7 separate regions of the Mus musculus genome follow, and regions 1, 3, 4, 5, 6 and 7 are each linked to region 2. Evidence: chromatin contacts called from public HiCAR-type and promoter capture Hi-C data. All regions are on one chromosome and are shown on one strand. Each heading gives the region's core, a stretch centred on a gene start, on an enhancer-like site or on the middle of the called end of the contact. The rest is flanking DNA. Distances are from core to core; before and after follow the strand shown.

The links. Promoter capture Hi-C pulls out the DNA fragments that hold promoters and counts their contacts. HiCAR-type assays count read pairs that join an accessible place to other places.
Region 1: a contact with region 2 is called in a promoter capture Hi-C map of pre-B cells, with 2.2 times the contacts expected there. The contact joins the promoter of Rpl12 here to the promoter of Tor1a in region 2. A contact is called at or near these places in 4 of 39 promoter capture datasets (hematopoietic stem and progenitor cells, liver and pre-B cells) and 1 of 9 other capture datasets (liver).
Region 3: a contact with region 2 is called in a promoter capture Hi-C map of pre-B cells, with 2.3 times the contacts expected there. The contact joins the promoter of Dpm2 here to the promoter of Tor1a in region 2. A contact is called at or near these places in 3 of 39 promoter capture datasets (liver and pre-B cells), 1 of 115 datasets of contacts at active chromatin or transcription factors (astrocytes) and 1 of 9 other capture datasets (adipose tissue).
Region 4: a contact with region 2 is called in a promoter capture Hi-C map of pre-B cells, with 2.1 times the contacts expected there. The contact joins the promoter of Ttc16 here to the promoter of Tor1a in region 2. A contact is called at or near these places in 2 of 39 promoter capture datasets (liver and pre-B cells).
Region 5: a contact with region 2 is called in a promoter capture Hi-C map of pre-B cells, with 2.2 times the contacts expected there. The contact joins the promoter of Slc25a25 here to the promoter of Tor1a in region 2. A contact is called at or near these places in 3 of 39 promoter capture datasets (liver, neutrophils and pre-B cells), 1 of 484 Hi-C or Micro-C datasets (B cells) and 2 of 9 other capture datasets (adipose tissue and liver).
Region 6: a HiCAR-type map of astrocytes shows a contact between it and region 2, with 2.5 times the contacts expected there. The contact joins the promoter of Fam102a here to the promoter of Tor1a in region 2. A contact is called at or near these places in 2 of 39 promoter capture datasets (cranial neural crest and liver) and 1 of 115 datasets of contacts at active chromatin or transcription factors (astrocytes).
Region 7: a promoter capture Hi-C map of liver shows a contact between it and region 2, with 3 times the contacts expected there. The contact joins the promoter of Tor2a here to the promoter of Tor1a in region 2. A contact is called at or near these places in 2 of 39 promoter capture datasets (liver and pre-B cells).

What each region holds. Positions count from the first base shown.
Region 1 is chr2:32,959,656-32,963,493 of GRCm38.p6, reverse strand. It overlaps Rpl12 (ribosomal protein L12), which reads right to left and starts at 1,782. Exons shown (of 7, transcript NM_009076.3): 1 at 1,655-1,782; 2 at 1,372-1,445; 3 at 822-920; 4 at 428-509. The coding sequence starts at 1,691. It overlaps Lrsam1 (leucine rich repeat and sterile alpha motif containing 1), which reads left to right and starts at 1,853. Exons shown (of 26, transcript NM_199302.3): 1 at 1,853-1,932; 2 at 2,239-2,450. Snora65 (small nucleolar RNA, H/ACA box 65) reads right to left here and starts at 193; the gene lies at 76-193.
Region 2 is chr2:30,965,433-30,969,377 of GRCm38.p6, reverse strand. It overlaps Tor1a (torsin family 1, member A (torsin A)), which reads left to right and starts at 1,460. Exons shown (of 5, transcript NM_144884.2): 1 at 1,460-1,704; 2 at 2,023-2,288. The coding sequence starts at 1,524.
Region 3 is chr2:32,568,952-32,572,414 of GRCm38.p6, reverse strand. It overlaps Dpm2 (dolichol-phosphate (beta-D) mannosyltransferase 2), which reads right to left and starts at 1,557. Exons shown (of 4, transcript NM_010073.2): 1 at 1,503-1,557; 2 at 1,120-1,209; 3 at 16-118. The coding sequence starts at 1,505. It overlaps Fam102a (family with sequence similarity 102, member A), which reads right to left. Exons shown (of 11, transcript NM_153560.4): 11 at 2,665-3,463.
Region 4 is chr2:32,773,898-32,777,837 of GRCm38.p6, reverse strand. It overlaps Ttc16 (tetratricopeptide repeat domain 16), which reads left to right and starts at 2,205. Exons shown (of 15, transcript NM_177384.3): 1 at 2,205-2,507; 2 at 2,743-2,790; 3 at 3,281-3,447; 4 at 3,766-3,856. The coding sequence starts at 2,490. Ptrh1 (peptidyl-tRNA hydrolase 1 homolog) reads right to left here and starts at 2,017. Exons shown (of 5, transcript NM_178595.3): 1 at 1,943-2,017; 2 at 1,315-1,534; 3 at 1,032-1,131; 4 at 810-855; 5 at 245-716. The coding sequence starts at 2,008. The coding sequence ends at 534. It overlaps Cfap157 (cilia and flagella associated protein 157), which reads left to right. Exons shown (of 9, transcript NM_025619.1): 8 at 1-10; 9 at 269-425. The coding sequence ends at 340.
Region 5 is chr2:32,449,877-32,453,597 of GRCm38.p6, reverse strand. It overlaps Slc25a25 (solute carrier family 25 (mitochondrial carrier, phosphate carrier), member 25), which reads left to right and starts at 2,128. Exons shown (of 10, transcript NM_001164357.1): 1 at 2,128-2,531. The coding sequence starts at 2,274. Naif1 (nuclear apoptosis inducing factor 1) reads right to left here and starts at 3,141. Exons shown (of 2, transcript NM_194335.2): 1 at 649-3,141. The coding sequence starts at 1,159.
Region 6 is chr2:32,533,625-32,537,101 of GRCm38.p6, reverse strand. It overlaps Fam102a (family with sequence similarity 102, member A), which reads right to left and starts at 1,743. Exons shown (of 11, transcript NM_153560.4): 1 at 870-1,743. The coding sequence starts at 1,015.
Region 7 is chr2:32,755,379-32,759,047 of GRCm38.p6, reverse strand. Tor2a (torsin family 2, member A) reads right to left here and starts at 1,814. Exons shown (of 5, transcript NM_152800.3): 1 at 1,598-1,814; 2 at 112-377. The coding sequence starts at 1,748. It also overlaps a transcript of Ttc16 not described here.

The sequences.
Region 1 (3,838 bases), core at 533-3,032, 2.0 Mb before region 2:
CAGAAAGCAAGTACAGGGCCTTTTACAGCTTCCCCTGTCTTCTGAGATCATGGCTCCATTTTACCTATCGCTGGGCTGTTCCCATGCTTTCGGCACAGAGCCATCCACATGTAGGACAGCCCTGTTTCCTAAAAGCTGGGGCTCACTGTCAGCTCACCACTGGATTGCACCAGCCAACAATACTGGTCAGGTGCAGTGGCGGGTGGCTGGGGCACAAGCAAGTCCTCACCAGCAGCCCTAACACGATTTTAGGGATGGAAACAGATAAAGTTAAACCCCTGAGGCACTGTTTCATTTCTGCACCCAGGAAAGGGAACAGACAACAGACGCCTACTGTGATCTCATTCCACCCCTAGGTCCCAAGAAAGGGGTCGACACAGCTGAGTAGCACACTGCAGCGGAAACCCAGGGAGTGGGGCCGACTCACTGTTCTTCTGCTTCTTCCTGTCTCTCGGTGGCTCCTTGAGGGCTTTGATGATCAGGGCTGAGGCAGAAGGCACCACCTCGATCTGCAAAGAGACTTGATGTGAACACAGCCCAGAAAACCAACCACCACCAGACACGCTAAAGGGCCCCGAAAAAACAGCTCGGCTAGCTAAGGTGCTTCCTGCTGGCCTCACCTCCAGAGTTGAATCCCTAGCATGGCGGACTCCTGCACCCTGGCACCTACTACTGACTTACAGTGAACCCTGTCGTATAGCCCTCCCACAAGGATAAAATCCGATTCACCGGGACAGGGAAATCTTTGCCAAGACCCATGATTCCTGAGGGCTGCTATCTCAACCCTTCCCTCAACCCCCCACAGCAAGCAATGTAAATACCTGGGCCTGTCTGTTCTGGATGGTCAGTTTCACTGTAATTCTGAGACCCTTCCAGTCACCGGTAGCCTTGGCAATGTCATCGCCAACTTTCTTCGGAGACTGTAGAAATAATAGCATTCGTTACCATGTGCCCAAAGTTGAAGCCAGGACCTTCAAGCTCACCGCCAGCCCTCCTCACCGTCCCACAGGAGCCTGCCCACAATGGCTCCACATCCTTCTTCACTAAGACAACTCTGCAGTAAGGGCTAACAAAGCAAAACACTTTCTGCTGCAATGGGGAACCCTCGGAGCTTTAAACACTAGGTTCCCGTGCGTTACCCACGGAGGCTAGTGGATTTAAGCAAGTCCAATGGCTGCCTCAACCGGGCTGTGGCACGAGCCTCCGTGCACGTGTTATCTCAGTTTTCCTTTGCGTCCCAAGTCCCAGCACCCACATCCCGGCCTGCACCAGGGACATGGTGGCCTCTTCTGCCCTCCACGGGGACAGAACACATCTACAGGCCAAACAGCATGCACGTTAGAGGTCTACGGCTCGGGAGCGACGACTTACCAGACCCAGAGGACCGATCTTCGGGGCCAAGGCGGATGTGGCGCCGACCTCGCCTCCGGTGCACCTCAGGTACACTGAAGAAAAAGCAAAATCAGAACCTCTGCGGCGCAGGCCGCCCTGCGCGCTGCCGTCGGGCTTCAGATGTCCCGGGCCAGGCCTTACCCTAAGGCGCACGGGCCGCCAGAGCGTCGGGCTCCCTCCCCTCTTACACACGTGGCAGCCAAGGCCCAAGGGAGACCCGCCAGGCCCCGGGACAGCACCCGGGCGCGGCGAGGGCACGCACCGACTTTGACCTCGTTGGGGTCGAACTTGGGCGGCATGGTGGAGGCGGCTGGTGTCGGATGAACCCGGATTCGGGACGACCGAAGAAAGTTGCACCGTTGCCTCCTCCGAGCCGAAAGCCGAAAAGACGGATCCTGCTCCGCCCACGCCGGATATAGGCGGAAAAGCTCAGCTCTCGCGAGAACCGCTGGCCCCACCCAGTCTCTGGGCGACACCCTGGTCGCCCTGTTTCTTATGGGCAGGCGTCTGCGGCAGAGGACTGCAGAGCTTGGTCTGTGGGTGAGCTCGGGATTCGGAAGGGGTAAATGTTCGGAGCACCTTGCCTGGGCAACAGAGTAGGGCTGCACCAGAGGTCCTGGTTCCTGGTCCACGTTCCCTTCTCTTGACGGTGACTCTGGAGCCCCTGGGACCCAGCCCAGGGCCCCGCCCCTCCCCTAAGGGATCTGCACCTGACTTGAGCGACCCTAGTACCAGTGCCACCCTAGTACCCTCCTAACCTGTTTGCGGTATGTGCATGTTAGTTACAGAAACAAACTATTCGAGTCTAATCACGAGTCTTTAATTCTGCAATTCCTTGGTTTCTAGAATCTCGAGACTTTGTCATCCTGAGTTGCGTGTCTTTCTGAAATTTAAAGTTTCGGTGCTCACTTCTATGTTTGAAGGAGACCGGACACCAGCTCAGCTTTTGGGGGCCAATGGTTTGTATCTGTGGCCAAGTCTTCGGAGTGACTGGCCTACCTTGAGGTCCACCCAAGAATCGGAACATCGGTGGAGGACCTCCCCATCCACAGAGCCAGGTTAGCCGCTGGCCAGCCCTGCCAGGGAAGGATGGGTGTGGTTCTTCCCAGCCAAGCTGGACCATCAGGAAAGTTCAAACCAGAACTGAACGAGCCCTGCTGAGAACGGTGAGGGAGGGGGAATTGGCAGAGATAGTCATTGAAGAAGGTATTTGGAAATGTAGATCTGGAGGATGGGGGCGAGGGAGGCTAGTCATTAGTGAGCCATCTGTAAGGGATTTAAGTCGTGGCCATCAGATAGGGATGGAGGGAGCTGTCTCTCAGGAGTGCTGCAATTGAGTGCGGAGAGTCCTGAGCAGGCCCTGCAGGCCCAGCAACCTCCTCTGACAGCCCACGCCCACAAATGGAGACCTGAAATCCCTCAGGACCACATGTGTCCTCTACTGCAAGGCTCCTCCAGCCCTCTTCTCCTTAGCAACTGTAATAGTACCTGAGTGCATTTGTCATGTGTGTGGTACCCTGTGGCAGAGTCTATGGCATAGACCTGACATACATGAAGTCACTGACCCCACAGAGGCCAGCATTGGCAACATTGCTCCATATTACAAATGAGGAAACCGGCTCCGACCAGTGACACAAAGTGACACAGCTAATGTCTTAGGTGTCAGAGCCCATGCCGTGAGTTACACACTTCCTCCAAATGATTATGTCCTTCCTATTGCTGGCCCTTAGACAGCACTGGAAGTTGCAGCCAGCTATGGGCAGCCAGCTACTGAATTCAGGACACAATGATTAACTTGGCTAAACTGGGAGGTCCAAGGAGCCGTGCAAGCGGCACAGGATCAGGACTTGAAAGGCAAGTGTCCCAGCCTGGTGTTTCTACAACCCAGGTCATATCACCAGATGAATGACCTTACTCAGCATCGGATTCTCCACGGGGCTGTAAGGAGAACCAAATGAGCAGTAGCTGGAAGCCTGCTAAGGTGCCTGAAGATTGCATTTTGATTTTTGCTTAACTCATAGATCTCTCTAGTATTGATATAGTTGAGTTCCCCCAAGTCACGGCTACCTCCAGTTTGGTCTTGATGGTTCCATCCTGACAATTTCCAGAGCTGGAAGTGACTCATCAGCTGAGTCTGTCCAGAGTCTTCAGAGAACATCCTTGGAAGGCACCTGGGGGAATCTTCCCTTGGTGGGGGAAACGCTTAGCACTGGGAGGGTGATGCCGGCGCCGCAGAGGGGCAGTGGCAAAGTAGGTCGAGCCCAGAGTACTTGGCGTGTTCTGTTCTTTCTACTCTAGGCTTTGCTTTGTCAGTAAAACAAAGTGTTGGGCTCTGTCGTGTGGGCTCAGGGCCCAGCTGGATGAGGTAGACAGCCCGGCCCACATGGAACGCACAGTCTTGCAGACAGCTGCTGCACTGCTGAGCTGCCTGTCTGCAGGTCGGACG
Region 2 (3,945 bases), core at 211-2,710:
TGAGATACTTGTTGTATTTTATGGCTTTCTCTGCTCCAGCTGTTTTTTATGATTATGATGTCTTCTGGACTTCCCACCTCATGGCTAAATCCCCACTTCCTCCCTCTCTCCTGTTCTGTCACTGGCTGATCAGCCCTTTATTGACCAATCTGAATAATTAGGAAGCAATGTTTACACAACATTGATGACAGGCAGTTCTCAAAATAAGGATAGCAACCATATATGAGGGCATAGCAATCAGCATGTGAATAATACAAGGATAATCCTTATACAGTGCACAATAACATTATTCCTACAGTTCCCTAAGGAAGAAACTGGGTAAGAAACTATGGGCTTTATTTAATAATATTGCTCATGGGGCTGGAGAGATGGCTCAGTGGTTAAGAGCACTGACTGCTCTTCCAGAGGTCCTGAGTTCAATTCCCAGCAACCACATGGTGGCTCACAACCATCTGTAGTGGAAATCTGATGCCCTCTTCTGGTGTGTCTGAAGTCAGTATACTCACATACATAAATAAATAAAATCTTTAAAAAAAAATACTGGTCATGGGTTTTTAACAAGTATGAGATGCAGATCCCTCTTTTTTTTTTTTTTGAGATGTCAGACTCTCACTGTAGCCCTGACTGCACCTGGAATTCCTTGTATAGGACAGGGTGGCCTCCAACTCAGATATCCAAGACAATCACCTGTCTCTACTTCCCAGAGTGCTGGGATTAAAGGTGTGTGCTACAATACCCAGCCCTCAAATGTCAGTTTTGTTCTGTTTTGTTTTGTTTTGTTTTAACGACAAGATCCAATATGCAGCTTTGACCTGCTTGAAACTTTGTAGACTGGCCCCAACTCATACAGAGTGTTGGGGTTAAGGGTGCACACCACCCACCGCACCTGTCAGATTTAATGATAGGGACGCACGTTGGGGGGGGGTCATGTGGGAACCCACTATATTATCCTCTCATTTTTAAAAATTTATTCATTTACATGTTAATTTATGCATGTGTGTAAGCCCACATGAGTTTATGAGCACCACATGCACGCAGGTGCCTGCGTCATTTCTTTTTTAATACTTATTTATTTCATGTATGTCAGTACACTGTCGCTGTCTTCAGACACACCAGAAGAGGGCACCAGATCCCATTACAGATGGTTGTGAGCTACCATGTGGTTACTGGGAATTGAACTCAGAACCTCTGGGAGAGCAGTCAGTGCTCTTAACCGCTGAGCCATCTCTCCGCCCATCATTAAAAAAAAATGGTTCTAAAACACTGTTACTTGATGGGGATAGGGCAGCAGTCATCATCACCTGATTCCTATAATCTCAATATTATTCCTGTAACATCAAGGTTCAGAAGCAGAAGGGACTTTGCCCTTAACAAAGATGGTAGCCACTAGCGTCGGTAGACTGCCTGCCCCGGACAAAGAGGGCGGCCCCGCCAGCAGGAACCGGAAATACGAGTCTGGGCGGTGCGCGGGGTACGGTGGGCGCTGGGCGGGCGCTGGGCGCGCAAGGTGCGCGGGTCCGGTTATGAAGCTTGGCCGGGCCGCTCTGGCCCTGCTGCTGCTGGCGCCGTGCGTGGTTCGTGCGGTGGAGCCCATCAGCCTGAGTCTGGCCCTGGCCGGCGTACTCACCACCTATATCTCCTACCCTCGTCTCTACTGCCTCTTCGCCGAGTGCTGCGGCCAGATGCGGAGCCTCAGCCGGGAGGGTAGGCGGGCACCAGGCGTCCGGGATGCTGCGGCAGGGGGATGGCGCCGCTGCCAGGCCAGACTTTGGCCGGAGGCCTGAGAGATGAGTGGTCGGGGCCCGGGGTAGGGTGTCAGCCCTGCGCGGAGCTCTCCGGGGCGGCCTCACGGCACCTCTTCCGCTTGGCTTTGGGGCCAACCCCGAGGAAGGGCAGAGTTCGCAGCACCAGGGTCCCTCAGCGCTCTCCAAACCAGGCTCCGCGGGCCCTGACGTCCTGGAAATGGGGCTGCCTTTTGCCAGCTTGTTTCTCTCCTGACCAGAGTGATCTTTCCTTTCTCAGCGCTGCAGAAAGATCTGGATAACAAGCTCTTTGGACAGCATCTTGCAAAAAAAGTCATCCTAAACGCCGTGTCTGGTTTCCTAAGCAACCCGAAGCCCAAGAAGCCCCTTACCCTCTCTCTGCACGGGTGGACGGGCACCGGCAAAAACTTCGCCAGCAAGATCATCGCGGAGAATATTTACGAGGGCGGACTGAACAGTGACTATGTACACCTGTTTGTGGCCACGCTACACTTCCCCCACGCCTCTAACATCACACAGTATAAGGCAAGAGCATTAAGTTGACCGCCTTCGCGGATGACCCGGAATTGGGGTTTCTCTGTTGTGGGGTGGGATGTGGGAATTCCACGTCAGTGAGTGAGCCACAACATGGCTCTCTGTATGTCAGTTCCTCTTTAAAAGGTGTGCACAGAAGTGGTCATATCCCTTGGAGGAATGACAGCTGAAGCTAGGCTACCGTGTTTTAAAGGGGACTGTCAAGAGCTGGGGGTAGCTCGGCATAGAGCACTTGCCCAGAATGTGGGAAGTTCTGTATTATGTCTCTCCACCCCAACTCCCACAACTCCCGCTGTGGCGAGGGTGCACTGGGGGATAGATATGTAAGTTACAAAGGGTTTGAGATACATAGAGCAGTTAGACCACCAAAGTTTTATGAGTGGCCTCTGTGACACTCATAAAGTGACTCGGTAAGGTGACAACTTGGCTGGGAAGTGGGGACATAACAACTCCAGGGTCTTTAGGAGTCGCCTCCCCCCGCCCCCTGTTGTGAAAAGGAAACCTAGAGGCCAAGTTTGCTTTGACCCAGCTGTTGCAACCTGCTATTGGAGTTTAATTCTGATAACAGGCTCACACCTGAATTCAGGTTCGGTCCCTCCCTCCCTACAGCTGTGCAGTAGGGGCTGTCACTTAACTTGAGCAGGGACATTCTTTATCTTAGAATGGTGCTTCAACCTCGAGTCTGTTAGTGCACCCCCTTTCTGTTGAGCATTGTGTGGCCATAACTGTGGCTTTGTGCAGGTTGTTTAATCTTGGTGCCTGAGGTCAGCGGGTGTTTTCCTACACACCTGTATTCCCAGCAGGCTGAGGCAGGAGGATCACACCTTTGAGGTTAGTCTGGGCTACATAGTAAGCTTCTGTTTGAAAACAGAAATGGAGAGGATGTCAGGTGGAGGAAGAGGAGAAAATAGGGGCTCAGTATCATTTCCTCAATGGCTTTGGGGAGAAGATTCAAAAATGTTGTCATAGCCAGGCATGGTGGCGCACGCCTTTAATCCCAGCACTTGGGAGGCAGAGGCAGGCAGATTTCTGAGTTCGAGGCCAGCCTGGCCTACAGCATGAGTTCTAGGACAGCCAGGGCTACACAGAGAAACCCTGTCTTGAAAAACAAAACAAACAAAACAAAAAATGTTGAGTTAACAGAGCTTGGAACGGTGTCTCGCAGCAGTGGGCGCTTGCTCACAGTCTGGGGCAGGAGACTGGGCAGACCTTCTCTGTGGAGTTCTAACGACTGAGTGAGTTGTATGGAACCATGAGTTGCCACATGATTCAGGTCACTGTAGGTTCCTCTAAGGCAGTTTCTCAACCTTCCTAATGCTGTGACTCTTTAATTCAGTTCCTCATAAAATGATTTCGGTATTACTTCAGAACTGTAATTTTGTAACTGTTATGAATCTTAACACAAATATCTGATCTGCAGGTATTTGATAAGTGCGCCCCGGGGGTCTCGACACACAGGTTGAGAACCGCTGCTGGGAGGGGAAGCTGGTCCATACCTGCAGAGTTGCTGCTTACATTAGATACAAAGGAGAACTGTATTGTGGTCACAGAGCAGTGGAAACACCCTAAGCAGATAGATGTACAGTGTAGCTGTTCGTGTGTTCTTTAGAAAGATACATGGCTGCCTTCCCCAGCTCACTTCAAGAGG
Region 3 (3,463 bases), core at 308-2,807, 1.6 Mb before region 2:
GATCGGGAGACTTACCCACAAATAGGAGCAGCAGGAGGCCTGCGGCCAACGGGAGGAGGACGGCGTAGGCGCGGGGCAGGAAGTATTTGTGGATGACATGCTGGCTGTCAATGAATGGCTGGCACCAAGGGCAAGAGCTCTGGTGAGTACTGCTCACCTTACTCAGCCCCAAAGGGAAGCCGTCCCACCTCCCCCTGGCAGCACTGGATACTGAGGGCCCACCTTGATAGCATCCCCAAGCGTGGATATGTATCATAACAAGAGACCCACCATATTGTCTCTGTATTGTTGAATACTGCCTGGGCCTTGTGAGTGCTGGAAACCATCCTTTTTGATTTCTGAGGCCCTGGCTGACCTCACCAAGCTGCCCTCCCCCCTTCTTCTGCCTTCTGAGAACTCTAGGTCTTTTAAAGAGGTCTTTATTTTTTGATCATGCATTTGTGCCTGTGAGTCCAGGTGTACTTTCATCCAAGCCCTGGATCTCCAATCTAACTCCTAACACAACTTAAGCAGCAATGGCGTTCCGTTCCAGGGACTTTTGCTGGGTCTCCTGGAGCTGGAGTTACAGATGGTTGTAGCTGGCCATGTGGGTGCTGGAACTTGAACCCCAGTCCTCTGGAGAATCAGCCAGTTCTCTTCATCACCGAAGGTCAGCCCACCTAACTTTCCTCTCTGAAGGATACCAAGTACTGCAAGATGCCCCTTTCCAAGCACAGTGTACTTTAAAACAATAACTAACAAAATTTCCCACATTAAAGAGAGAGGCAGAGAGAGAGAGAGAGAGAGAGAGAGAGAGAGAGAGACTTGAGATGTTAATAAACTCCACCGGCGACTGCTACACCCAGGAACCTGCTGGCTAACCAGGAGGACAAACACAAAATAAAGCCTCACTGTGCGGCAGTTCAGAGGCTGAGAAACAGCCTTCTCCCCGAGTCTTAGCCTCCTCATCTATAAAATGTAGACACCATCTGCAAGCACCATAGTGTAGATTTCGTGAGATTAGAGCTAGCTAAACATCCAGACGCTGGCACACAGACGCTGATTAAGTCGCGTTAGGAAACTGGCTTAGAGATCCAGAGCAAAATGAAGGTGAGCGGGGTGGGGGTGGGGCACACATACCAAGAGAATCACCCAAGTGGTGTAGTAGGTGAAGATGATCAAGCTAACGGCGACAAGGCCAAATCCTACTGCTTGGTCTGTCCCGGTGGCCTGGAGAAAAATAAAGGCTCAGCAGGCGAGATGGCTCGTGTACAAGCACTAACGGAGGGTCGGAGCAGCCGGTTTACACTCCAAACCTCTCATTCATTTAGAACCACGGAGGGCTTACTAGAAGTGGCTCTCGGGTTTAGAAAGCCACGTCAGGCCTCGTGTCACCTGTCTGCAAGCGGTGGAGAGAGCGATCTGGGTTTGGAGAGCCCAACTCCATCTCCCAAGGAGACTCTTACTCAGAGCCCCGACCCCTGGTACCCTCAAATCACACATGTACTCCACCCCAGGCTCACCATCTCTCCAGCGTTCCGCCGGAGCAACAAAATACATCCGGTTCCTGGTTTAGGCCTTTCCGGCTTGTAAATCACGTGACACGCGGAGACTCGTCTGAGCTGACGTGCGGGCACTTTTCCCCGCCCTCCAGTGCATGTCGGGAAATGTAGTTTCTGCAGGGAACTGTAGGGCCGGGAGCTCAGACTTTCAGGTTTTTGTGGCTACATCCCTGTCAGACCCTTCCCAAACAATAATCATTTAAACATTATCCTACAGTCCCAAGCCAGAGTGAGATGTACCCCAGAGTTGGAAGTCCCGGAAAGGGATAGATCATAATGAGTTGGTTGTTGAAGCAGACATCAGAATTCAAAGGCTCTACATTCTGGCCTTGAAACTGTTAATGGAAGAGTCTGTATAGAATGACCACCACTGGCCTGGCCTATGAGAATTTCCACTGGTTGGCTTCCTAGGGAACTTTCTAGGCTTCCCTTCATTGTCCACTGCCAGAGGTTTCAGAATGGCCCTCTTAGAACCAAGGGGCGCTGGGCCAAATTATCTTTCATGCTTTTCTTCTGTTTCTCACCCAGAACACTACTCTCATGGCATATGGGGCTAGCTGCTGTAGATCCATTCTTCTCCAAATGCTACACCATGCAGGTTATCCATTTCTGCAACCAGAGGCAACAGCTCCCTCTTTGTGCCCTGACAGGTATTTTTAACCAGTTTCTTCGATGATTAGGACCAAAAGTGGGGCTTTAAGATCCCCGAATTGATGCTGGGCATGGTGGTGCATTTCTGTAGTCCCAACACTCTGGAGGCATGAGGAGTAGTAGGTCTCCTTAAACCTCATGGCTAAAGGAAACCTTATAAATACCAAATAAAAACGTTTTATTCTTTCCCCAAAACCAGAGTGAGACACCGTCTCAAACAAGAAGAGGTTCAGGAGTAACAGGTGTTCTCCGACCTTTGTCAAGTGCCCATTCATATTCATACAAACATGTGTGGACATATATGTAATATGTATGTGTGTGTTTGTGGTGAGCATTATGACTGGGGTCAGACTGGAGAACACTAACCTACTTTCCCCAGCATGTCATCTTACACATACATGGCTAACTCCTGTTAGCAGCCCCCAAGTCAACACGGTGATGAGAATGAAAAGAAACACCAACAAAAAGCAGTAACAAAAACATCGGCATTTAATTCCACCCCCAAACCAAACATTGACACTAGGCTGATTTCCCCATATGACATAATTTTCTATTATAAGCTGAGACAGATATGAACAGCCCACGGAATGGGGTGCAGTGGTAACCTGGTTAGAAAGGAATAACACAAAAGCAAATTCTCCCCACAGAAGAAGATGGGCCTGCTCATCCTGCCAGACCACGTGGTCAGCTGTAGGGTAACCAGAAAAGAACCCTAAAAATATTGCAGATCTTTTATATCTCTCTAATAGAAACATTAAACTGTCTTACAGGTCCCAAACTGGCATTGCATAGACCAATTCCTTTTCAAAAATACCTCTAATATATCCTCTATCTTTGTATATAGAATTTGAAGTCCAGGTGCTCTGGGCACCCGTGGGGATCACTGAGCGCAGGAGGAAAGGCTCTTAGCCTCTGGCTGCCACCAGTGTTCATTTGGTTGTGGTCATGTTTTCAGCTAAGTTATCCTGGCCCAGTGCCTGGAAGCAGAGGATGTGGCAGCTCTCGTCTACTGGAGTGGCCATCCAGTCCCAGACCTTGGCTTGAGTTAGGCAGGGGCTCTTGGTTTGGGGCAGTCTTCCTGACAGTACCAACTGCTTGGTTTGGAGCCCTGGAATTTAGAACTAGACCAAAACAATGCTGACTGGGGAAGGTAGTAGACAAGCACACTAGGGCTCTGTCCATCTTCTGGTGGTCACCTCACCTAGGAACAGAGCTGCCAGAGTCCCTTAAAGTGCCAGGCACCTGCTGGGCAGGATGGAATCTGAGCTGCC
Region 4 (3,940 bases), core at 956-3,455, 1.8 Mb before region 2:
CACGAATGAGGTAGGGGTGCCAGGAACCCTAGGCACAGCAAGCTGACAGCTGTCCCTGGTTCTGCCAGGCTATAGTTGGGTAGCCTCAGGGATATGGTGGAATCTCTTTGCTCCTCCCCACCTAGAAAATGACCCAATGGAAAAAGGCTAAAGCATTATACCCATGATCCCTTAGGAATAGGGTTTGCCAGACCCTCTTGTCCCTACCCACTGGTGCCTAACCCCACAGGAAGCTTCCAATTTCAAGTTCGTATCTTTAATCTTGCAGATCTACCCATCTGGAGCTCTCAAAAGGTTCAGAAAGTTTACCCTTCCTAGACCTTTCCTACACCGCAAATAGCGAACGGGGAGACCAAGCTGCTGCAGAAACAGACTGATGTGGCCACAGTCCCTCCTTGAATCTGCAAGTAGCCTGGGGAAACCCAGGGAAGTTATATAAACATTGGGTACCACTGTGTCATTGCAGTTCTGTGGCCCTGTCTTGGCTTCATGGCACCGGCAGGCAGTCAAACAGGTAGATATATCCACTGGTATTAGAGGCCTGACAATGGTCCCTGGCTTCGAGCACGGATGTGGTCCAGGAGCAGGTCAGTGGCCTGATCCATCAATGGGGACAGTAGCTCCTGCTCCTCCGGGGAGAAACAGCCCAGGACATGGTTCTCCACCATATTAGGGTGTGTGGGGCGCCCGATGCCCACCAGCAGCCTTGGCATTGCCTGTAGGGTCCCAGGGGAATGAGGATGCATTGGTGAGATACAATGTCAATGCTAGCCACCCCCACCCAGGGCAGGGCAGAAGGGTAGACTCACATTGGAGTTCAGACAGCTAATGCAGGAACGGACTCCATTATGGCCCCTTGAGGGGATATGAAGAGCAGTTAGTACTTTCTGAGGCAGTGCCCTTCCTCCATTCCCTTGCCCAGGCCTTCTTCAGAGCAGCCCAGCCTATCGAGATAGATAGTCTCAACAATCTTACTCCACTCCAACAGAGGCCAGCATCCCTACCCAAACCTACGCACATAAGAGCCTCACCTTGCGCTGCCCCCCAGCTTCAGAGCCAGCTTTCCCAACGGCTTGTCCAGTTCATCATGGACCAGATAGATCTCCTCCGCAGTCAGCCCAAACAGCTCCGCTTGGCACAGGGAAACAACACTCTAGTTACTGCATATCTGCTCAGAGGGGTCACAACAACCCCCATATGTAAACAGGCTTCCCCAAGCCTTCACTGTAGTAATTGGGGCTCACCAGGCACTTGTCACAATTGAACCCTCTCTCTGGTCCCTGTGCCCTCTTATCCATGAAACCTACAACTCACCAGCTCGGGCTACGCTGCGCCCGTTGACGTTCATGAGGCGCCGCGGCCGGAGCAGTACCAGCTGAGCATCCCCGAGCGGGGCCAGGGCGAGGTCAGCAGCACAGCGCGAGTCACGAGTCCAATTCTCCGCCACTCCCAGTCGCCTTGCTATTTGCCCCAGCACCGCCATGCCCACACTGTGCCGGGTGCCGGGCATTCCGTGGTTCCCCAGGCCAGCCACCTGTAGGCAACACTCACTCAGGACCCAAAACATTGACCAGGAAACAGAAGCGACAGTATTGGGAAGGAGCACTTAAGGGTCTGGGAACTCCTGGAGGCCCCACCAGCCAGAGGATGCCGCTCCCTGGTGCAAGAGCAAAACTAAAAGTTTGGAGCCAGTTAGTATTGCGCCTATTTGACTAAGTAGAAAAAGGGACAACTATCCCGAAAAGATGGTTCCGAAGGTAAGGTTGCTGCTAACCCTGACAACCTGGGTTCGATCCCCAGAACCCACATGGTGGAAAGAACCCTCTCCTAAGTTGCCCTCTGACAGCCACAGGGCACATGCATACAACGCATACACTTAAATGTAAGCGTAGCTGCGGAGCCAAGCCCCGCGTCCCTGTGTAGCCACCCACGCCCCACTCACCAGCCACCGCTTCCCGGGGAACCGAGCCTCGGAAACCTGCCGGCTCAAGGCCCAACTCCGCCGCATCCCTGGACTAAAAAGACCGGACTTCAACGTGCCGACTCCCATTCACAGCCAGGACCCCGCCCCTTGACGTCAGGCATCCCTAAGCCAATAGCATCACGACATGTCCAGCGACGCCCAATCCAGGCTGGGTTTGGCGTCCGCCATGTCTCTGCGGGGCGGAAGTGGGTGGATCGCGGGCCCGGGCGAGTGTCTGGGTGCATTCCTCCGCGACGCGTCACCCTGTATGGCTCAGCCTTTGCTCGGCCTTTGCTCGAGGGCTGGTACCTCGTTAAGTTTCTACCCTGGCCCGCGTCGGCGTGCACTGCCCATAGGTTCTTTCCTTGACTTAGGCCTTGGCTTGCCTTGCTGAGTTTCTAGTGACTCTCGGAGGCGGGGCCAAGTGGGCGGGGCCTATGGACATCGTGGACCTGGTGCCTAGCAACAACGGAGCTAGGGAACCTCAGAGTATGCTTAGCCCAGAAGTTAGCCTAGAAACCTGGCCATGACAGACAGAAGCAAGGTGAGGGCTGAGAAGGGGAAAGCTGAGGCAGAGGTCGGGGCCGCAAGAAGGGCTTGAGGAAGAGCCAGTCAAGCCCTTCAGGGGAACTGGGAGAGGTCAGAGGTCATCATTTGTAGTGTGGTAGGGGAGAAGGGTGACTGGCCTCCCAGTCCTAAGGGAGAGAGAGGGCAGAGAGATTTTTTGGGGGGGTTGTTGTTGTTTTAACGTTTTGGGGTTTTGTTTGTTTGTTTTATAGACTCAGAGAACTCCATCTGCCTCTAGCTCTAGAACGGGGTTATTAAAGGTATGCACTACCGTGCCCAGCCCAAGTGGAGAGATTTTGAGGAGTGAAACACAGAACTTGAGGACTGATGAGACATAGGTTCCCCGATTCTGGTGACTATGGGAAGGGTGATCACACAGAGGTGAGAAGCCCTGGGAAGAAGTCAGGTGAAGTGCTTGCTCAATGTGACCTGACGAGTGTGAGAATCCCAGGGCGGGAGTCACAAGGAACCTTGTGCAGCAGGGTCTGAAAACGATGAGCAGCTAGAGCACAAGGTGAGAGCAGACAAAGCCCAAGAGGAGAGCAGAGGGTGCAGTGGTTCCTTGACCTTGACCACAGGACAGGGAGAGAGGCAGGGCTAGAGAAATGTTGGAGCCCTGGGGGACTGTTGAACCCCAGACTAGGTGTGCCTTCTACCAGGAGGCCTCTTCACACCTCTTCCAGTAGGCAAAGCTCCTGGGGGAAGTGTTCCTGAGGCCTTCTGAGCTTACTGCCCCTGGCTTGGTTCCAGGAGCCTCACAGTGCCCGTTCCCAGAAAACTCCAAAGCTAAAGGTTCCTGAAGCCCCAGAGAAGATCCTGCGACGCATCTTTGGGACCAGTCATGTGTTCTATGTTATGACAGATCCTACAAAACGAAGGATGATAGGATCAACAGTGCCTGCCAAAGTCAGAGAGTAGTGAGTGACTTCTTTGTCTCCAACTCCAGGTTCCTACTCTACAAAACCATTATTAATACTGGGTTCAGCTGCAAGCTGGCTGCTATCCCTCTCTGGGTCTCAGTGAACAGCGAGGGTAGAGGGATAAGGGGCTGATGCCCTGGAAGAGCTCCAGGAAGGTCAGCCTGGCCTCTGTGGAGCTCTGATGGCTTTTGCAGCCTCTTTACCTCAGCCCTCCCTCCTGCATACCCCATTCTAGCCCTGAGAAGGTCCTGGGCTGGTCCCAGATCAATACCAGATCCACTGCCTGTCCTGTCCTGTCCTGTCCTGTCCTCACAGCTATAACCAAGGCCATCAGTGCCTCCTACAAGAGGACTGGGAGATGTCTGTGCTGTTCTTCTCCCGTGCCCTCCACCTGGACCCCAAACTGGTAAGAGGAGAGTCAGAGTGGTCCCCAGGGAGCAACTGGCTGGGCATAAGTCCCCCACCCCCTGTCACTGTCAAACCTGCTTAG
Region 5 (3,721 bases), core at 879-3,378, 1.5 Mb before region 2:
TGTGAGTCCTTGGCTTTTCCTATCTCATAGTAAAGCCACACACATACACACACACACACACACACACACACACACACACTTCATCTGCCCTAGTAGAATATAATTGGTCTATATATTTAATTTCTTGCAGTGTTAAGCAAGGACTTTAACACTGAGCTATCTCTCTAGCCTCTAGGGAATGTTAACTATTTTGGTATTTCTGGTGCCCAGCATAAACAGCTTGATGGACAAATGGATAGACAGGTATCACGAAGCTCCTGAGAAATGCCTGGTGTTTGTTTGTATACTGAAAACACAGAATGTCTTTGTACAGAATGGGTGTCTCACTTGGGCAGTATTAGTCCTAGTTAGTCATTCAACAAGTATATCCTGGCTGCCTATTAATATGAGGTCCTAAGTCCCGAGGGGCTACAGACAATCTCTGCCTTCAACACTACATAGGTCAGCATGTGGGAGATCCAGCTAGCCACATGCTGAGGAAGACCCTAAAAGAACAAGATCAGTCTGGGGAGTTCTTGGAAGACCTCATGGTCTTTCCAAGATCGCCATCTGACTTTTGACCTTTGGCAGCCAATTTGCCCCAGGCTGTCCCAGTATTGCTGGCCCGTCCCATTTATGCAGCTGAATTGAGCAGGAGAGCTCACTCACTCTGTGTCAGGGTGACGGTGGCTGCGGCTGTAGTGGCCGTGGATCCGAGGGCCACGGGATGGATCTCTGTGGTACTGGGTAGGCTGATGATGGTGGCCTCACCCAACAGGTTGCAGATCCTCTGTTGCATAGGGGTCAGCAGTACAGGAGCTATGGCTGTGCCACTGCCACCACTGCCACTGCCTGTCCCAGGCCCACCAGCTCCATCATCTTCTGTGGGCCCTGGAGCTTCGCCACCTTCTACAGCAGCTCGGACTTGGGCAACCTTGCGACGGACCTCGGTCTTGAGGTCGGACCACTTCTTCTTGACTTCGGGCAGCTCCCTACGGCAGGTGGCCACAGCGTTGACCCTTCTCAGGATGCCATGCCAGGCTGCACTCTTGGCAGCCAGAGGGACCCCAGCATTGAAGTGGTTCACCAGCAGGTGCTTCTTCAGTTCCAGTTCCTCCACGATGATCTCCACTTCCCGCTCTGAAAAGTTCATCTTCCTCTTCTTGGCTGGGACAGCCATGGCCTCCCCTTTCCTCTCTTTTTAAAGAAATTATAATGCTCTTAACAGCCCCAATTTCTCTTCTCTTCTTCCTCAGCCTCGCCTCTCTTTCACTCCCACCCCCTTTAGGGGGACAGGCAGGGCTTGTTCAAGGCCAAGTACCAGGCCTTAAGTAACCCCCCTCGCTACGCAAAGTGCGTAGGGCCCAGCCCTGACCGGCCCGACCGCCGCCAGCCAGCTGCGTAATGGCTTCCTGAATCTGCCTCTTCCGCTGGGGTGTGCGGAGATCCGCCCACTTCCCTTCTTCCCGCCCCTCGGCACATCCCTGAGAAGCCCCGCCCTCCAGGTTTGGCGTGGCTCAAATATCTGGCCGATCACTGGCTCTCCAGGCCTGCCATTCCTCCTAGAGGACACACCTCTTTGCTAGAACTGGCCTGGTCATTGGTCTAAAGTCTTGTCTGTCGCTTCAGGATGTCCGCCCACACGGACATTATTCACTTCCATTGGAAAAGCAGACTGTCGTTCAGTTCGTGTCGCGACTATTACGTTGTAAAATTCAGTTGTTTTATTGGCAGTTTAGAAGACTCCTAAAGCTTAGCCTCCTGATTTTGATTCGTGTTCTCGGTTTCGAGTCGTCAGCCCGTTAAATTTTCATTTTATTCAATGGTGCTGTGTTTTCTAACTTCAGTCCACAGTTACCCTCATATACATTTCATTTCCACTGTTAGCTACGATCTCTCCTTACACAACGCTCCTCTCAGCCTCATCATTCCGCAGTCTAAATAGAGCTTCTGAATGGGAATTGGACACAAGGCTTTCTGCTTGCCTATTACCCAGCTTCAGCCAATCCCCGGCTCCCTCAGTTTGAATCGCCTTCGAGCTGGCACGGTGACTCCGCCCCCTCATTGATCCCGGAGCCGACATACCGGCCTATGATTGGTCGGCAGTGCGCCAGAGGGCGCGGTCAGCGCCTCTGCGCGCCGCGGGGCGGGGCTCCCGGAAGCGGCCCCTCCCTCCAGTCGGCCGGCTTCTCGGAGCCCGCGCTCGCTGTCTGAGGAAAGCCGGCGTGCTTCCGCGCTCGGGTCGCTCTCCTGCCGCCTTCAGCCCGGCGTCCGGCGCCCCCGCCTCGCGCCCGATGGTGAGCAGTGTGTTGTGCCGCTGCGTGGCCTCCCCGCCGCCGGACGCCGCCGCCACCGCCTCGTCGTCCGCCTCGTCGCCGGCTTCTGTAGGGGACCCGTGCGGCGGCGCCGTCTGTGGCGGCCCGGACCACCAGCTACGCCTGTGGAGCCTCTTCCAGACACTCGACGTCAACCGCGACGGCGGCCTGTGTGTCAACGACCTGGCGGTGGGGCTGCGGCGCCTGGGACTGCACCGCACGGAGGGCGAGCTCCGGGTAAGTCTGCGTGCGCCGTCCGCGCGGGCGGGGAGGATCCGGGAGGTCTTGAGGAGAGAGACCGACGCCAAGGGGACGGGTCGGGACCGCAGGACTTCTCGGGCTGCTTTCTGTAGCCTGTCAGGTTTCGACGGACGCTGCTAGAGCTGAGCGGAACCCCTGGTGTTGGGGGGGATAGTGTCCCTCCACTGACAGATGGAAAGGAAATTCACACCTTGTTAGTGTGGGGCTCCTCAGGTGGGAGATGGGGCCGTGAGAAAAGCTCGTCGTGGCTACAGATGGGCACCCTTGGGTCTCTTTGATGGACAGAAAGCCCCCTCTACTTCCCTCTAGATAGAAGGACAGATAGATCTCAAGATTGCCCTACGGACCTCAAGGCCAAGTTGGTGCCCATCCTCCCTCAACACCTAGGTTCCTATCCACCCATTCTCATTGGCACCCCTTGTCTGTCTGTCTGTCTCTCGCTCGCTCGCTCTTCTCCCCCCACTCTCGTTTCCATGCCACCGGTGCCTCTAATCTGGTTGCTCACAGAGACATGTGGGTGTTGGGGAAGAAAAAAATGGGAACTGGGGTTCTAGGCAGATCAGTGTGGATGTGGGTGATGAAGACTGAACAGTTCTTTCTCATGGCTTAGACCCAGCCCCCCACTGCTGTTTCAGAACACTGGGTCATGATCCCTTTGTCGAATTGGAGTGCGAATATGTTAAAGAATCTGAAGAAAGATTCTTTTTTTGTTTGTTCGGTTGGTTTTGGGGATTTTTTTTTTCTAGACAGTGTTTCTCAATGTAGTCCTGGCTGCCCTGGAACGCCCTCTGTAGACCAGGCTGGCCTCGGAATCAGAGATCCACCTGCCTCTGCCTCCTGAGTGCGCCGGGATTAAAGGCCTTTGCCACCATCGCTCAATTGGAACTTTTTTCAAAAAATGAAAGTTAGATACATCTAAGGATATTTGTTGGCTGGAAAGGGATGGGCCAAGACTGGGAGACAGGGGTGGAGAAATGGCCATTTCTGGGTCTGCAAGAAACAGAACTACTATCCTTCCTGCACAAGAAGCCCTGAGCAGTGGCTTTTTCTTCCCTTTCTGTTTCATGTTGGTTTTTCAGTTTGACTTTAACTGTGGCTTCCCTTTACCAAGTGTTTCATTATTGTGGCATAGACTGGCTTACAATCTGGGGTGATTCTAATGAGCA
Region 6 (3,477 bases), core at 494-2,993, 1.6 Mb before region 2:
GGACAGGCTAGGAGGGGGAAGCATCTCGGGAGCTGGGCCAGGGGCCTATCTACTGCAACTTCCCTTTACAAAGCTGATGGAGAAACCTGTATTAGGTCCAGTGTGCCGAAGAGGGAACAGGAACCCAGAAAGAGCCTGAACTTGACTTCCTTTCCCCATTAGCTGGACTCTACGGACCTCTGCAGGCAGGTCAGGACTGTGTGACCGCCATGAGCTCAACCTGCAAAAGGTGGACTGGGACCTCATTCAGCAATAAACTGGGAAGCTGGACCTACTAGGACGATGACGGACACAAAATCAAACCCGATGGCTTTTTTCACAGGGGAAGGCAGTCTCCTGGCAAGGACATTTGCATTGCAAAGCAGTCCAGCTTTAGCCAGTGGAGGGCAGTCACTCAAGAGGGGGCTGGGCAACCCAAAATCCAGCCACCTCCCGCAATCAAATCCAGGGAGTGCCTGGAACTGGGCTTTCCCAGCCAAGGGGAGAGAGCCAGAGAGCCCTGGCTGGCCCAATCTCTCAATCGTATGACAGCCACAGGAGCCAGCTTGGTGGCAAGGTGGCCTGAGACACCCTTACTTAATCCCTTAAAGTGAAAATCTCAGTCAGCTCTCTCCATACAAATCTGTAAAACGGGTGACTTGAAGAGTGCACGCAGGGCCCTAAAAGGTTTCTGGCTGGTCACCTGCAGACAAATGCCAGGCGCTCTGCCAGCTCACTCAGACCTAAGTCCTGCTTAGAGCAAATCTTTCCCCAGGCGGGCCCCTTGCCCATCCGTCCCTAGCTGAGTCTTCCACATTTGCCAAGTGGCTAGATCTCACTCATCAGCACTCCCCACCCTCCCCTGCAAACGCGAAAACCTCAATGCCTACCTGGACGACAAGCTGACAAAATCCCCGCCATCCAGCAGCCGGACCTTGCAAAAGAGGACCCCGTTCACGAAGGGGACCGCAGTCAGCTCCTCCAAGGTGAAAGTGGTTTGAAATTTAAATTTCTTCTTCTTCATCAAAAAAGCCATGAGCAAGTTCCCTGAGTCTGAAGCCCGCAGGGCCAAAAAGAAAAAGAAAAGAAAAAAGAAAAAAAGAAGGGGATACTAGAAAACCCCAGGATTCCTTTCCCGACACCACACCCCCCTCCTCAAAAACACCAGAGCTGGATCCAGTCCAGATGGCGGCGGAGGCTGCGGGCAGGAGAGGATCTGAGTTCGGAGCCCCAGGTCCAGTGAGCCGGCTGCTCTCACCCTCGGGGAACCCGGGCTCCACTGACATGTAAACAGCGAGGTGCGGCCCCGGCAGCGGGGGCTGGCGTGGAGGGCGGCTCGCAAGCGAGCAGCAGCATCCCGATCCGCGGGGCCCGGCGGACCGGTGAGACTGACGGAGACGGCCGGGCGAACCGCTGGAGACCCGGGCGGCGGCCCCGCCTCCGCCCCGCTGGCTGCCGTGGGAGGTGCCCAGGCGACGCACACGCCTCCGCACCTGGCGCACCGCGGCCTGCGCAGGTGAGGCCCCGGGAAGCGGAAGCCACCTCGGCGACCGACCCGGCTCTGCAGGGACCGCTTCGGGAGGCTCTGCCGGGCCGGGAACGTGTGCCGGTCCGCCTCCCGCTCAGTCCTGGGACCTACGCCGCTCCTGCCCTGCCCGAGTCTCAGGCGCCTTCCGACCCGGCCGGATGGCTTCTGCCTCGGTTAGCACCGCTGGAGCACAGCGGCGCCGTCGCCCGCACCTCCGGACGCAGCCGGCTGAGCCCGACGCAGCTCGGCGCTGCTCGGAGAATGCCGAAGCCCCGGCGCGACCGCCCGCGGAGCCGCGGCCGAGAGCAGCAGGGGCGGGGCGCGCGAGGCTCACAGCCAACCTGCGATTGGACAGGCCGACTGTACGAACACGAATTTCTATTGGCTGGCGGTGGCGTGGGGCGGGGCTCGCGGAGGCAGGGCCAGTTGAGGGCGCTCGGATTGGAGCGCTCGCGGGGCTGGACCCGCCTCCTTGAGAAGCGCGGTGGGGGGGGGTGCGGAGAGGCGGTGGGAGGTCGCGGGGTGTGGGGGCCGGCACTGGAAAGAACGGGAGGAGAGCGCGAGCCCAAGAAAAGGAGAAACAATGACTAGGGGAAACAATCTGGAAACTAGGGCTAGAACGGCCTGCCCGGATCCCGCCAAGACCTGAGCTCAGTGAGCAATGAAGCAGGCTGAGGAGGTAGCACCCCTGTTCTCAGGAAAACAATCGCAGAGGTGTCTCAAGACCTATGCAGGTCTTGCTCGCCTCTAAAAATGACAAGCATCTGTCCTGGCTTTGCCGCTCTTGAAGATCCATTGGAGCCCGGCAACCTTGTGACTCGGCCTGCCTGGTTCCAGGCTGTTATCTAAGGCTTTTGTTTAAAGTTTCCCGATAGTTATGGCAAAGGACACCTTGGGGACCTCGTACTCTCCAAACTATCGGCATTTTATGATTCTTTTTATCCAGGCCGCCAGTGTTTAGGAACTCTGTCCTGAGTCAGGCAGGCACCCAGTGGAAAGACTGGATCTGAGAGTCTGCTGAAGAACTCAAGTAGGGAGGTCAGAGGAGGCGTGTGCTTTCGGATTGGAACGGAAGTTCAAAGGATTCTGACACAAAGCCGGCCAAGCATCGGGGTACAGGCAGTGGCAGTCACTAGAGGCCTGCTGGCCCGGCAGCATGGTACTCAAAAAGTTTGTGGAGTATCCCTGGATGAATTCTAATTTGAGAGAACAGCAGATCAGGCTAGAATCTGGCCCAGTCTTGTAGACCAGAGCAAAGAAGGAGGCATCTCCTGGTTTTTTGAGCTAGATAGTGACTTGATTGTTCTGGCATCAGATAACTTGGAGGAAAGAAAATGGGGAAATGGGTGAGTGAAAGGCCGTTTTTGATCCGGGCAGGAGATAAGTTAAGGTCTGCTGGACTTCCCTGTGGAAAATTAAAGAGAGTTGGGCTGATTGGCATTTGAGATGTAAATTCTCTGCCGGACATCATGTTTGATACCATGCATGATATCATGTTTGGACATGTGCATGAAGACTTCCTGAGCTTACATTTCAGAAGCATGGGTGGCAATCTCTGCTCCTCATAATTGTCCCATAATGTGGAAAACGCAGTCAGATTGGAGATGAAACGAACCAATCCATCCAGACCTCCCTGATGTAGCTAGGCATCTCCTTTTGAAGGTGAGGAAGTAGAGGCCTGAAGGCTTTGTCTTTTAAAAAATAAATTACGTTTGTTGATATGATTGGGCACATGGCACACAGTGCAGTGAAGGGCAGAGAATAACTTAAGTTCTTCCCTTCTACCACGTGGGTCCTAGGGATTAAATTCAGGTCATCTGACTTGGCAGCAAGCATTTTTACCTACTGAGTCTTCTTGCCAGCTCCGACTGTGTTTAGTTTTTGTCTTTAGCCCAGGCTGGCCTCAAACTGCGTGTGGCTGGGGATGGTCCTTCTGCCTTTACTAAACCTTAGGATTACGGCTTAGGCTT
Region 7 (3,669 bases), core at 565-3,064, 1.8 Mb before region 2:
ACCACCCCTGTTCCTAACAGGTTCTGAAGGCTGAGCCTCCAACTGGCTGTGTGTTTTGGAGCCCTCTCTGGATTAGGATGGAGAAAAGGGACCAGGACACATCTGGCCTACCTTGTACTGCTCAGTGCGGCTGGGATGTGGGAAATGGATGATAGGGGAGAAGTGATGGACGTGAGGGCTGCGAAGGCCATCCCGGAAGAGATGCTGTGCCAGCAGGGAGCTAACGTAGGACTTCCCGGTGCCTGTCCAGCCGTGCAGGGAAAGGACCAACGGCTTGCTGGGGGCTGGGTCCTGTACAAAGGCCTTCAGTGACTTCACCACCAGGGCCTTGGCCAAATGCTGGCCAGCCAGGTGTTGAGCCAGGTCACATTCCAGACCTAGGGCCACAGAAGGAACGCATATCAAAGCAGATGACAGGCTGTTGACTCATGTCTGTCAGCTCAGCCCCTGGGAGGCAGAGGCAGCAGTAATCCTCCCAATCAAAGGCCAGCCTGGGTTTATGGTGAATTCCAACACACCTTTAATCCAGGCAATTGGGAGGCACAGGCAGGGAGATCTCTTTTGAGTTCGAGGCCAGCCTGGTCTACATAGTAAATTCCAGGCCAGCCAAGCAGGGCTACACAGAGAAACCCTGTCTCAAAACAAACAAACAAACAAACAAACAAACAGCACTGGCTGCTCTTGCAGAGAACTTAAGTTCGATTCCTACCACTCACATGGTAGCTCTCAACTATCTGTAAGTCCATCCCAGAGGAGCCAACACCGTCTTCAAACTTCCATGGGCACATGGATGTAACCATACTTGCAGGCAAAGCATAAATATTAAAAAAAAAAGGGGGAGGCTGGAAAGATGGAAAGAGCACTGACTGCCAAAGGTCCTGAGTTCAATTCCCAGCAACCACATGTGGCTCACAACCATCTGTAATGGGATCTGATGCCCTCTTCTAGTGTGTGTCTGAAGGCAGTCGCAGTGTACTCATATAAATAAAAAAATAAATAAATCTTTAAAAAAACAAAAAACAAAAAGAGCCAGAATATGGTGGTGCAAACCCTTAATCTCTTAGCACTCTGGAGGCAGAGCTAAGTGGATCTCTGGGAGTTTGAGACCAGCCTGGTCCACATAGTGAGGTCCAGAACAGTCAAATCAGTGTAGAAAGATTCTGTCGGGAAAACAAACAAACAAACAAACAAAAAGCATCAGAGGGTCGAAGGCATGTGTCTAAGACCTCTGGGATACTTGTGTCCAAACGAGGGACAGGATCAGTCACCTCGGCAAGGGCCAGTGCGGCACCGCCCCCTCGAGGCGGTTCTCCGGGTTGCACCAGCCCCGAGTAGACGACAGCTGTCTACAGGTTCAGGCGACGGCAGGTTTCTCCCCCGGTGTGACAAGTCCGCACAAGGGAGGCCTACCACAAGCCACTGGGCGCCCCTCTGTCAAAGGCTTCCCTCCACCGGGCCCCCTCCAAACCCTCTCCTCAGGTTTGCACCAGAGGCTCTCGGATCCCCACCTCCGCCGGCGGCCGGCGGGGCGGCAGATGTTTCGAGCCCCTGCGAACTGCCGGCTGCCCGCCCGTCCGCACCGGCTCCCACCCCTCACCCGGCAAGTCGGGCCAGAAGTCGCATTCGCAGAACGAGCCGAAGGTGCAGCGCAGAGAAGCCACGTCCCAGGCGGCGGCGGCAGCCAAGGCCAGCCCGAGCAGCCCGAGGATCGAGCCCCAGGGCCGGTAGCCGTGCCTCGCCACCGCCATCCGGTTGAGGCCCGATTTCGGTCAGAGGCCGCCCACCGCCAGAACCTGTGAACTACAGCTCCCGGTGTGCACCGCTCCGAGGCAGCCACGCCCATTGCCTACAACTCCCGGCTCCCCTTCCTTGGGGCTCTAAAACCCACAGGTTGTCTCGCAGCAGTACTGCAAATAGGCCTCCTGGGGGAGCCCGCGAACCACCCAGTCCCGCGTTGCCATGGTCACGGGTAACTAGCGGCCCGAAACCTTACCTCAGAAAGAATAAAAGATTAAGAGAGTGAAACAACATAATAACAAAAACTTGAGCCGGACTTTACACTTTCCTGAGAGCCTTTTCCAAGCTCTTTTTAAAAATGTGACGGAAGAGTGCTCACAACCGCCTTTTGAGAATGTCTCTGCCAGTGTCAGGCAGGCGCCTTACATGGGATGCAACAGTACCTACTCTATACCCAGGGATGGTCAGCTCAATGAGATGTGGTCACATAAAGTGTTTTTGGCTCAGAAAATAGAACCTTCAAGATGGTTTTGTGAGCTGGGCGTGGTGGTGCATGCCTTTAATCCCAGCACTTGGGAGGCAGAGGCAGGCAGATTTCTGAGTTCGAGGCCAGCCTGGTCTACAGAGTGAGTTCCAGGACAGCCAGGGCTACACAGAGAAACCCTGTCTCAAACCCCCCCCCCCAAAAAAAAGCTGGTTTTGTAGGCAAAGACACTTGCCAACCGGCCTAAAGACCGGAGTACAATCCCCAGAGCCTACCTGGTGGAAATCAAGAACCAATCCTGCAAATTGTCCTTGAACCTCTCTACACGTGCGTGAGTTCACACACACACTCACAAAATGGATAAATAAGTAAATCAAAAGGCAGTGATGCAGCTTCACAAGTCTAAGGAACTCCAAAAGTGTGCTTTTTACTTTTCTTCCTTTGTCTCTGTCTTTTCGGGACAGGGTTTCCCTGTGTAGCCCCAGCTGTCCTTGGACTAGCTCTGAGGCAGGCTGGCTTCAAACTCAGAGATCTGCCTGCCTCTGAGTGCTGGGATTAAAGGTGTGTACCACCACTGCCCGGCCCCTTCTTTTTTCTAAGCACACCTCTCTAACACTTTGGGTGTCACTCCCTAAAGCCCTCTCTGACTATCGCGAGGCTAGCCTCTTTGTCAACTAATCCAAATGACATGGCTTTTTTTCTTTCTCCATCCTCCTCCTCCAGGCAGCATCTGAGATTTAAAGCTTGCCTGCCCCAGGGTTTTTCTTTTAAACCCTAATAAAAGTTTCTCAGAGCTTAAAAAAATTTGCATATATATGTAAATGAGTATTGCTCTTTCTTACCAGCTACTACTACACGCTAAAGACTAATATAAATCCAAGGAGAGGGGGTCCCTTATTGTCTTGGTTCTATTGAATTTGGAACCCAAGACATTAAGCTTCTTATCCAAGTTTCCTAGTCACTGAGCCATTGAACTCAACCCACCTCCAGGTGTGGTCGAAGATCTAATATCAAGAGCTCAGAGCAAAGAACCCCTGTGTCTCTAATTCAGTAAGCAGATTCCTGAGGCCCAGGCCTAGCCTGTGATCACCACCAGCAAACTTGCTTGTTCTGCTATTATAGCTCAGAAAAAGTCACCTCACCCACCAGGTGTAAGGGGAATTGGGATTCTAGGTTTCATATTTAAAGATTTTTTTTGAAGGGGGGGGCGCTCACTAAACAGCTTGGACTGGCCTCAAAGATTTGCCTGCCTCTGAGTCCAAAGTGATGGAATTAAAGTGATGAGTCACTAGATCCAGTTTAAAGATTTTTTTTAATTTAAATTTTATTTTATTTGTATGGCTATTTTGCTCACACACCGCATGTGTGCCCGGTACCCAAGGAGGTCAGAAGAGGGCTTAAGACCCCTTAGCACTGGAGTTCTAGATTATGAGCCACCATGTGAGTGC